2 separate regions of the Gossypium hirsutum genome follow, and region 1 is linked to region 2. The links are chromatin contacts, called in public Hi-C maps. All regions are on one chromosome and are shown on one strand. Each heading gives the region's core, a stretch centred on a gene start, on an enhancer-like site or on the middle of the called end of the contact. The rest is flanking DNA. Distances are from core to core; before and after follow the strand shown.

The links. A called contact is a pair of places that touch in the nucleus more often than the background predicts.
Region 1: a contact with region 2 is called in a Hi-C map of leaf, with 2.3 times the contacts expected there. The contact joins the promoter of LOC107954147 here to the promoter of LOC107954068 in region 2. A contact is called at or near these places in 6 of 34 Hi-C or Micro-C datasets (hypocotyl, leaf, petal and 1 more).

The regions. Positions count from the first base shown.
Region 1 is chrD07:13,485,543-13,491,029 of Gossypium_hirsutum_v2.1, forward strand. It overlaps LOC107954147 (U-box domain-containing protein 13), which reads right to left and starts at 3,901. Exons shown (of 4, transcript XM_016889621.2): 1 at 3,462-3,901; 2 at 2,064-2,180; 3 at 1,252-1,707; 4 at 1-820. The coding sequence starts at 3,731.
Region 2 is chrD07:13,310,630-13,316,494 of Gossypium_hirsutum_v2.1, forward strand. It overlaps LOC107954068, which reads left to right and starts at 4,278. Exons shown (of 3, transcript XM_016889545.2): 1 at 4,278-4,606; 2 at 4,694-4,767; 3 at 4,907-5,865. The coding sequence starts at 4,996.

The DNA of each region.
Region 1 (5,487 bases), core at 2,651-5,150, 170 kb after region 2:
TGGCAGACTTCCCTTCAGGATGGCTTGCAAGTATTGCTAGTATGGCCAATGCCTCATCCACCATTCCACCACCCGGTTCTGTCAACAAACGCATTAATATAGGCACAACACCAGCCCTCACTGCTTTTCCCTTGTTCCCTTGGTAAATGCACAAGTTGAAGAGTGCTGTTGCTGCATCCTTTTTGCCCCTTTGCGTTCCTTCACTTAGCAGTACCACTAATGGAGGGATTGCTCCCGAGGCACCAATTGTCACCTTATTTTCATCCACTACTGAAAGGCTGAAAAGAGTGGCTGCTGCATTCTCTCTAGCTTCCATGCTCCCCTTCTTAAGCACCTGGACTATACCAGGAACTGCTCCAGAGGATATGATACTTCCTTTGTTATCTTCACAAATAGAAAGGTTAAGAAGTGCTGTAACAGCATGTTCTTGGATGCGTGAATCAGGTGTTGAAAGAAGGCTCACAAGGAGAGGTATGGCCCCAGCTTCAGCAATGGCCACACGGTTATCTGCATTGCGTTTGGCAAGAAGACGGATTTCACCTGCAGCCATTCTCTGGTCTTCAGGACTGCTGGATGCGAGCTTACGGAGGAGAATTTCAATCTTAGTACGTTCAGCTGGTGAGCAGGCAGATGTAGTTTTACTGGGACGAGTGCTGGGTCTTTTGGGTGGTTCAATACCATTTGCCTCACACCATTGAGCTATTAGACTACGCAATACATAATTAGGTGTAAGGGCAGGGCTACTGAGTGCCTGTTGCGTCTTTGGACATGTTCCATGCCCTTGCTCCAGCCATTTCTCAATGCAAGAACGTTCATAAGTCTACAGAAGAGAGTAATGAAACCTGTTATGGATATAGCACAAGGGTAATGGTAAACAAGACTTCAGCCTCTGCATACATGTGCGATTTCCAAAACATGTAGTATAAAACACAAGGTTCTTATAAACGTTTAGTTAGCATCCATTAGGGACAACATTAATTTATTTACTCATGCAAATGTATATTGAACATCACAATATGACTACGACCATGTCCCGAGCTAACTTTTGGCCCAATAAATTAATGGCACAACAATGTGAAATGATGCAACTTGCAGGTCAATAACCAAATAAGTTTATCGAGCAAAATTGAGCATTTACTGACATTTAGTAAATAAAGGATGAAGAGGTTGTTTTCAAGACTGAATGATTGAAAAGAAATTAAAACGAAAAATCTCATTATAACATGTACTAGAAATCTACAAAAAATATACCTGCCCAGTCGAAACAATGACAGGATCCTTCATCAACTCCAGGGATATTGGACAGCGGAAATCATCTGGTATAACTGGAGTCTTGCGATTTCCATTAGTAGTTGCTTGCCCACTGCTACTTGGAGGAAGATTCTTTTCTCTTGCAGGAGCATCCAAGTTAGGATTTTCTGTCTGTATAAAGTCTTTGATTTTCTTTAATAAGCTCAACATCTTCTCAAATGTTTCACCAGGATCTCCAACACTGGCAGAAACCATCTCATGTAGAGCTAATGATTCTTGCGTAAGTTCAGCTATGCCGACCAATTGTAACTTCTTAGCCAATCTCCATAGTACATCTGGATTTAGTTCTGCATCATCGCTCTTGTTGTACAGTGATAATAGATCCTCATACAGCTCAACATCAGGCGCATCAACTCTTCCTTTAGCTCTCCTGAACTGAGCTAGTACAAGCTCCACCTAAACATGGAAATATCATACATGTAACTCTTTTATATATATAAAAAAATGATATAATAAAGCAAGCTGAAGTTGCTTTAAGCCTCTCAAATTATAATTTAATAGTGTTCAGAGAGGAATTCTAGTTTTGGTTGCTATCATCAAGTCTTTCAATGCTTATCATATGCAACTCCAAGAAAACACAATTAATGAAAGAATACTTCAATTGCTTGATGGCACTTTCTTCCATGTCTAAGATGCCTATGATTCAAGTAATCATCCTTAGATCATACAGGAAAGGACCTAATATGACAAAGCAAGAGGAGAAGAAAGTACTATGTAGTTCTTCCAAAGACTGCCAACTAACAGATCTATACCTGTTCCTTAACTTCATCTGATATGTAAAGATTCTCATAGGAAATTCCTCGCAAAGCTTGTTCCAATTGTGCTGTTACTTCAAGAAATTTATGCATGATCTGCTCCCTCTCTAGAACCTGTTAGCAGAACACAAATAGTTTATCAGTACATAGTAAGATTCAGTGACAAACCAGTTCCGGCTAAAAATTATTCCAAAAAGAGAACTTGGCTTCTCAAGAAAGGAGAAAAATAACCATGCGCATTCCTTTCCTCACAAACTATCTGTACCATAAAACTAGCACATCCATGAATTGCAGCCACTACCAATGTCCCCTATCTACTGCCTATCTAAAAGTACAGGCATGAGAAGAACCGTTCTGGCGAACTTCTTTGTCAACCTCAAAAAATAACACCAAAAGAATTGAAAAAAGCACAAAAGCACGGAGCAATAACTATTGGTTCCAAGAAAGAACTCAAAACCAATGAATATGACAACCCGGTTAAGTATAATTGCTTGCGAAGAACTGCTTAGAATAGCATCAAGGCAGAAACGTAAAAAGACAGTATCATGGCCGCTAATAATCACCACCTCCCCTCCCCTTTTATCTCTCTCCCTCCTCCTCCATCCCTCAATCTAATTTTCACAACCTCAAATAACCTCCTGAGTCCAAGACCAGAAATAGCGCAACCCAAACTTAACAAACTACCATTGCAGAAACAGTGTCTCCATAATCATATGAAAGGGTCATACTCATCTAGTACAGGCTTCCAGACATACCATGTCCGCCAATAACAAGTATAATGATGAAACTAGCGAGTTTCTACCTTATACTATATGCAATATGATATAGGGGCAGACTTGAGCAAAAGAGGACCAACAAGGTTATATCAAATGAACGATTCGGATTTGACGATAATCCAGACACAAATCGACAATCCTTAAATAAATCAACAAAGTTATATCATTTTCCCCCTCTACAGCCTCTACTTTAGCCCTTGCATATGTCGAATGTCGATCACTTGAAGCTTAGAAATCTTTGTGATAAGAATTACTCATAATAGTTATTTGAAGATGCAAAATAAATAGATAAAAATGAACAAGAAAATCGATTGAAATTGTGACTCAAATATCTACAAATATTTTATTAAAAAGGTAAAAATAGGAACCACATCAATTTCCTTTTTGAATTAATAAGGAATGTAGCACTAGAGATCATATTAGATTTAAATTCCATTATCTTCCACTAGACTAAGCTAAATTTTAGCATAAAATTGATCGCTTAGTTTTAGATAATGTTATTTCCAGAAAAAAATAGGATCATCTCCACGCACTTCACAAGCTAATTTTCCTCCACTTTCTCAGCAGCCGAACAGATCCAAAAAAAAAGAAGAAGAAAAGAACAGTAATACTCACACACCAGGTAAATCTTGCTGCCTTCACTGCCGAAACTGAGCAGTTCCTTAGCCGAAATGAGAGCTTCTTTCAACGAGAGCAAAGCTTTAACAGTTTTTTCGGGGATTTGCTCTTTGCTTTCTCTAATCTCCTCGAACATTGGCGTCAACAGCTTGAGCCTCCTAGCGAGATTGCAGTACTCCTTCTTAACGGAGCATCTGTAGTCGCTGATTGAAGCTATTTGGTTCACCGCATCGATCAAGCTCTGCACCAGCACTCCTTTCTCTTCTTCCATTCCGATTCCGGATCTTGTTTAAACGCTTTCAAACTAGAAGAGGATTTTGATTCTAATAGAGAGATTTAAGATAAGTTTTTGAAAGCTAAAAAGAGGAAAAACTCGTCTCCATTAGAGAGAAGACTTCAACAGTAGGGAGAAAGTATAATAAATAATACGCAAGTGAAAAAAGTTTTATTCGCAGACAGCTTAGAACTTTTCCTTCCCCGGCTCGGCTTTCTAAGCTGAACCGCACCGGACTGAAAGATGAGATGAGAGGGATTAGACTCGGGTGGTGTGTTGTGTTTTGGTCTATGTTACATAGACTCGACTCGGCTCGGCTTGGCACAGCTAGTGAGTCAGTCTCTTTGGTGCATAATTTCAATTATTTGTTGATTCCTTTTTATATATTAATTAATGGACAATTACGTTGTCCTTAGTGGAGTTTTTTTAAGTTGTCATGCGTCTTTGGGTGTTTTCTCTTTATATTTTAGATTTTATTATTTTAAGTTGTCATGCGTGGGAAAATTATACTTCAGTACCTACACTTATGGATCTCGAATTCAAATGCGTGTCCATGCTTTGTTTTCCGTACATTCTTCGAATTAAGATAATTATTATGATATGATTATTATACCTCAACATTTGTATTTGTTAAGTCCATGGTAAAATATTTAAAATTAAATGATAGCACTTTAATTTAATTTGGGAAAAATATAAGATTACTAGTTTAATTTGTCCATTTCTCTCATATTGGTACCTGTAGTTTTTTTTTCAGATTGGTACTCAAACTTTTTTTCTGTCCACAAGTTTGGTACTTGAGTCTAACGGCATTATTTTTTTGCTGACATGGCAACGCTAGCCATTCATACACTGCCATGTGTCACCCTCTTTGGCTGCAAATTAAGCTCATTTATTAAATCTTCTTTCATTTTCTCTTTTAATTATTTTTCCTTTAAAAAATAATAAAATATTTTTCCCTTTCATCCAAAACAAATCATGATTCTATTCCTTTTTTTTGTTCCTTTCTTCTCTTTTCTATCTCATTTTCTTCTTCTCCCTATTCATCTTCTTCTAACCCTAACCGCTGCCGCCATGAGTCACCACCATCCATGGCCTTCTCCGACCATCAAAACCCTTCTCTCTTCCTTGTCTTCTCATATATTGTCTTGTATTTCCAAGAAAATATGTTTAAAGCCAAAAAATTAAAAGCTTGATCCTTGAGCTTTTGAAATTATACTCTCCATCTATTGATGAAAGGCTAAGGAGGCTTCTGGTGAAGCTTAGAGCGAGTTGAGGAGCCAAAGGAAGCAATAGTAGTGACGCTGCCATGGCAACAACAGAGAATCGATTTTCTTAAAGCCTAGTAGAAGTTCTTCAAGTCATGGAGAAAAGAGTCAACAAATTCAAAGGAGGAATTGCCCCTGTTGTTCATTAGATCCATAAGATTTCTAGGGTTTTATAAATTTTAATAAAAATTCATTAGTTTACTTTTTTTTTGGTTTGTTTGTTATAAAGAAAACAAGGGCTTTGACTATTAAGATTCTACTGAATTTTTTTTTTGTTTTTATGGAAGCATTGTTAGTTTTTTTTTGTATTTTTATTCTTTTCCAATGCACAAAAATCAATGGTTTCTTCATTGTTAGCCTTCATGAATTATATATTCATATGTAAAAGATCTCTTCATATCTTTTGCGTATTCTTTTGCTTGTAACTTTTTTTTTAAGATTTTGGGTTGTTTGTTTGTTATTTATTGTTTGAATGTGTTGGGTTATTT
Region 2 (5,865 bases), core at 3,028-5,527:
TACATTAACTAACTTATTATTTTTAAATATTAAAGTAAAATATAAAAAATATTTTGTCATTTAATTTTTTCTTCAAAGTATTTTAAATTTAAATTGAATAGAAAATTTTAAAAAATAATTTTAATGGAAAAATTCATTTAAATAAAAGTAAAATAATAAAATTCAAAATAGAATTTATAGTAATAAATTTATCATTAGTTCACAAGTGGAATGCAAATATGAATTAAAGTAATGGTAAGCTATATCAGTTGTCCCTGAACTTTGGTCAATATTATATTTCGACCATCTAACCTTTTTTATTAACGTAATAGTCATTCATGTTATCGAATTTTTAATATTTTTACCACTCATCCACTATTTCTAGTTAAAATGATTATGTGACATGTTAATTTAAAAGGTTAATAATCAATTTGATCCCTAAAATATAAATGAAATATTAACTTGATAGTTTTAATTACTTTCTTAATAATTATTCTATTTTTTAAAGAAATATTAAAAAATTAAAATTACTAAAATATAAAATTTATTATAAAAATTATAAATAATGATTACAAAAATTTTTAAAAATTATATTAATATTAATATTAATATTAATATTAATATTAAAAAAAAACTCTACCCCACCACGGGTCCCCCCTCCTCCCACTGTCTCTCCCACCTGCCCCTTTCAATTTCCACTTATAGTGGTAAATTTGCATATTAACCATTTAGTTTTTGTTTTTTCCCTCAATTTTTACTGTAATAATATAGGCCTCCATCCCGATTCTTCCTTCATAGTCGAACACCCAAAGACAAGTCCACCTTACCTCAATCTTTGATCACAAAAAGGCCCAAAAGTTTCATTCTCCAACACTTGAAAAATCGAAGCATTACAACTTTTAAAAGATTTCAAATATTTTTGGGTAACTACAAATAATTAGTCACCTATTAAAATTTTTTATTTTAGATACTAAAAATAAAAAAAATTATAATTTAAGCACTCACATCACGTTAGATAGTTAAATTATTTTCGTCACTTACTAAAAATAAAAAAATTCATAATTTAAAGCACTTACGTCACGTTAGATAGTTAAATTATTTTTGTCACTTCCTTCAAATTATAAATCGCAAATTAACATAGCACTAAAAAAATTATTATAATAATAAATTTAACTCTCAATTTTTATTTATTATATCAATTTAGTATAATTTTAAAAAATAAACCCTCAAAATATATATTAAAAAACCCCTCTCCCACCACCGTTCATGCTAAGGTTTCTAACATCAACTCTCTATAGTCCACCTTGTTGCCAATGATTTCATGATCCACAAAAGACTACATGATGCTTGTCCTCAGCCGATCATATGTGGGTAGCCTCTTGATAGCAGCCCATTTTAGAGCTTCTTCATCATCTTCCACACGGCTACTTCTTTTGGAACCTAAAAATACATCTTCCATATTCCAACTACTCTTGCTTAAGCTCCTCCCTATGCTGCTATGCCTTGTTCTTCTACTAGGATTTCAACTTCGAGCTCTTTCTAAACCATCCATATTTTTGGATGCTTCTTCTTCTTTTTATTTTTCTTTTCCCTCCCAATAATGCGAAAGAAAAATGATCTCACGCTCTATGTCAATGTAGAGAAGTGTTGATTCTTTTCTTTTAGGGAGGCAGATAGAGAAGTGTAAATTCAGTGGAGATAGAAGGAGAATATACATCCTAGCAAGTCAGTGCGAGTATATAGGGCGTAGGGGAGAGGAAGAGGAACGGTGGTGGGGGTGGGGGAAGGGGGACGAGAACAGTGGTGGGGAAGGTCCGGTCGGGGAGGGGGAGAGAGAAGGGGGTTGGGGAGATTTTTATTTTACCTAACATAAATAATAATATAAAATTTATTATTATATTTTTTGAAAATATTTATTTTGAGTACCTAAAATAATTTTTTTTAATTGAATAAATATTTATATAGTTTAACCAATTTTTTTTATTATGTTTCGATTGGATTACAGCAATAAAAGTAGACTGAATTCTATACTTATCTGTATTTCAAGTTATTACCCAATAAAAAGCTCCTACTTGAACTTATCATCTTATCTAAAGTCTAAACTAACAACTTGTTTTAGGGGCTCCTGGAAAAGATTTTGAAGTATAATTGGTCCAGAATCGATTAATTTTTCAATCCATCAATGTTGTGTTTGAGTTTTTGGAGATTTTTTCTTTTTGACTTCACAAAAAGTTTGAACTAGAAGTGGAGCCAAGAACTTCTAGTTGGATTAAGCCCTGTGTAACGTACAACCACTTATTGAGAGGAAGTAAGTAGTACTTGCTTGATATGATTTGAACCCTTCCTTTTACATGACGTCTAAGGGCATATACGCTTTTTCTTTTCTTTCTTTTTTTTTTTCCAATATAAGGGCATATTATATGCTACCACTTAATCAAAATATTACGTAGGTCAAAATTTATAAAAAAATCATTTCTAATCAATAAAAATTTCAAATTATTTAAATGAGATTAATAAAATAATATATAATTATATTCTTAAAAGTAAACTACATGTCCTAAAATTAAATAATATTATTATTGTATAAAAGTGATTTCTTAAACTTAAAGATGTGTTTGGAAATGCATTGAGAATTAAATTTGAGAGTAATAGTTTGTAATTATTCTAATTCTCACCCTTCTTAAAAGTTGGAAAAATGTAATTGATTTACACTCAAGTTAGTGATATCCACTAATTATAATAATTACCAATTACACTCAAATCTAATTACTAAAATGGCTTTTCAAGTCCCTAGATATTAACCAATGAACTTATCCTCTATTCTCTACTAAATACTGAAATCTTAATTCCGATTATAATCATTAACCATATAAACTAACAACCTAATTGTTAGCTTCCCAACTACATTAATAATGATGGAAAATGAGAAAGCAAAACAACATAAGTTATTTTTACAACTAAATTAATTAGAGACAGACAAGATTATTAATGGATTGACCAAATAGCATGGTTTCTTTTGGCAACTTAATGGATAGAAATCGAGATGTAAACTGAACACCGTATCTGTCATTTTACCTTACCCGGGGGGAATATGTTGGTACTCATTATTACTTGCAAGTAACTTCAAATGAGACATTTTTAGAGTGGACATTGGGATGTAAGGAACCCTAGGTCCATCAATGTCAATTTCATCCACCCCGTGACTGATGTTAGCCAATTCTTTAAATGTCTCTTTACTCACTCTACCAACTTGGGAGGACCTTGTTGGATATTAAAAAGCTTAACTTTACAAATTTATTTTAGACTCTGTTGAACATCAAAATTCACCCCTTTTCTCCATATTATTTTTTTCTTATTTTTTATTTGAATTTTCCCTTGCAGTATATTTTTTGATTGAATACTCCAGGGACTAATTATTACACGCTTAAAGAAGGGAATTTAACGTAAAATAGGTATGCCATACGGGAACAGTTGACAGTACTTCTGCCGTATGCTGCACTGCAGCATATCCATCATATCATAACCATTTTTAATTAAATCTAACAGAAAAATAAAAGGCTATGTCATTGTATACAGGACATGCAATTTAATTGCTAAAAAGTATTACGAAGGATGTTGTATTTTATTTTTTATTAAAAAATAAATGAATTAATTTTTATATATTAGATTCAAAAGTAAATTGGCCTTTTTATTAAGAATTTCATCATATTTACGATTAAAAATTAGTTATTGTATGTCATCATGAGATACATGCGGTATATCTCGTCTAACTATTTAATTATTTTATTAATCACACCAATTTTTAACATTAAAAATGAATATAATTTTTAACAAAAAAGAATTATTTGTTCTTTAATCTAACAAATGAAAATTAATTTACTCACTTTTTGAGTAAATGAAGCAAAATTTAATCTCCCTCTTCTAGTAAAGATGCCTCCATGAAATGTTATTATTGTTTGAAAGATTGGAGGAAATCTGGGGCTTCCTATAGATTCAATGTGAAATAAACCAAAATATCCATTTGGAGTTGGAACACGAACGTTATAACGGCAAAAGCAAAGCCTCCTTAATTTGGTATAGTTAGTAAAGTTTTAAAAGTTAGAAGAGAGGTACATTTTAATTTCAAAGGTAGTTGGTAAATCAAAGGAAAAAGTTGACAGAAAAGACAACAATTCCAACGGGGAAATTCTTGTAATAAAGTTGATGAGATAATGAAATAGTTAAAAATCAGCTTAGTTCACATATTCCATCAAAACCCACAGCTAGATTTTGATGGATGTGGGGTGTATTTATGGGCACTGTCTTGTAATCCAAGTTAAAGAGGGTTTACATAGAGGCAACCGAGTGGGGCGTAGGGTGATGCAATCACTTAACCCCTTTTTGAGTTTGTTTCCTCAGTCTTTTTCATTTTTCTATTCAAAACCATTACCTGCCCATGTGAGCTGCCTTCGCTACCTTATTACAATTTCCACACCTTTCAGCACTATTGTACAAAGATTTGCCCATACCCCCCAATCATTTAATTTCCTACTCTTTCTCTCGCTCTGCAACCCTTCTTTGTTTATTTATTTATTTATTTATTTATTTTTGGTGTTCCATTGTTGCTGAGAAATTTTGGACGTATAAGGTAAGCTTCTTCTTTATTTTATTTTTAATCTCTGGTGAAATTTCCTCGGCATTTCCTTAGGTTCCTCATGGCGTGTGTTGTAGGCAGATAGATAGATATACATGGTCCATAGTGCGTTACCACACGGAATCTTAGCTTGTGAATTTGCAGTAAAAGTGAAGGTTATACTTCAATATTCCATTATCGTTTTTTTTTTTTGGTTCCTTTAGAAAAAAAGAGGCTTTTGGTCTCGGTTGTGTACCTCACATGGAAGTTGTGGCATGATTTAAACTCCTTTTCTCTTTCCTTTTTCTTTTACAGAGTTCTCAGAGAAGGAGAGAGAGAATATTGTGGAATTTGCAAAACCAAGATACGATATATTCCAGGAGATGTGAAATTTGCAAGCAAAAATGACATCTTTCAGTGGGTTAAGCATTGGTTTAAGTTTGGTTTTTGGTTGTCTTCTACTGGCTCTTGTTGCAGAGCTTTACTATTTGCTTTGGTGGAAGAAGAGAATTACCGGCTCACAAGTTGAAGATGATTACAACAACTACGCAAAGGAGCTCGTTCAACTCTTCTGCTGGAAAAAATCTGCTTCTTTGCATGCATCCACCGCTGCCAACAACAACAATAATCAAGGTTTAGTTAAAAACAAAGATAGCAATAGTGTTGAACCAGACTTGGAACTTGGCTCAAGCAGGAGTTTGCTGGTGAAGGGTTTTGGAGAAGAGGGTGTAGAATCAGAGCTCATGAGACTACACAATCTGGCAGGTCCACCCAGATTTCTCTTCACAATCAAGGAGGAAACAAAGGAAGATTTGGAGTCTGAAGATGGCAGGTCTAGAGGTGAGAAGAGCAGAAAAGGATCCAGAACAGGGAGCTTGAGTGATCTTATGTTAACTGTTGACACTCCTCTTAGTCCTTTGGCTTCCCCACCATTGAAGTCTCCTCCTTTGAACCCCTTTGATTCTTATCACCGCAATGGATTCAATCCCCTCTTTGAATCATCCACAGATGCAGAGTTAAACAAGCTTAGATCTTCACCTCCTCCAAAATTCAAGTTCTTAAGGGATGCAGAAGAGAAACTTTTAGACAGATTGATGCTAGAAGCTGAGAAAAGGGTACAAAGAAATGGTGGCTCCATTCAAAACTGTGGTGTTAAAGCTGCCAACAACACACCAATTTTAACAGAAGACATACAAGGGTCTTTCCTTAAATTCATTGTTGGAAAGAATGGAACACCTCTCCAATATTTACCACAGTGCCCTTCATGTTCCTCT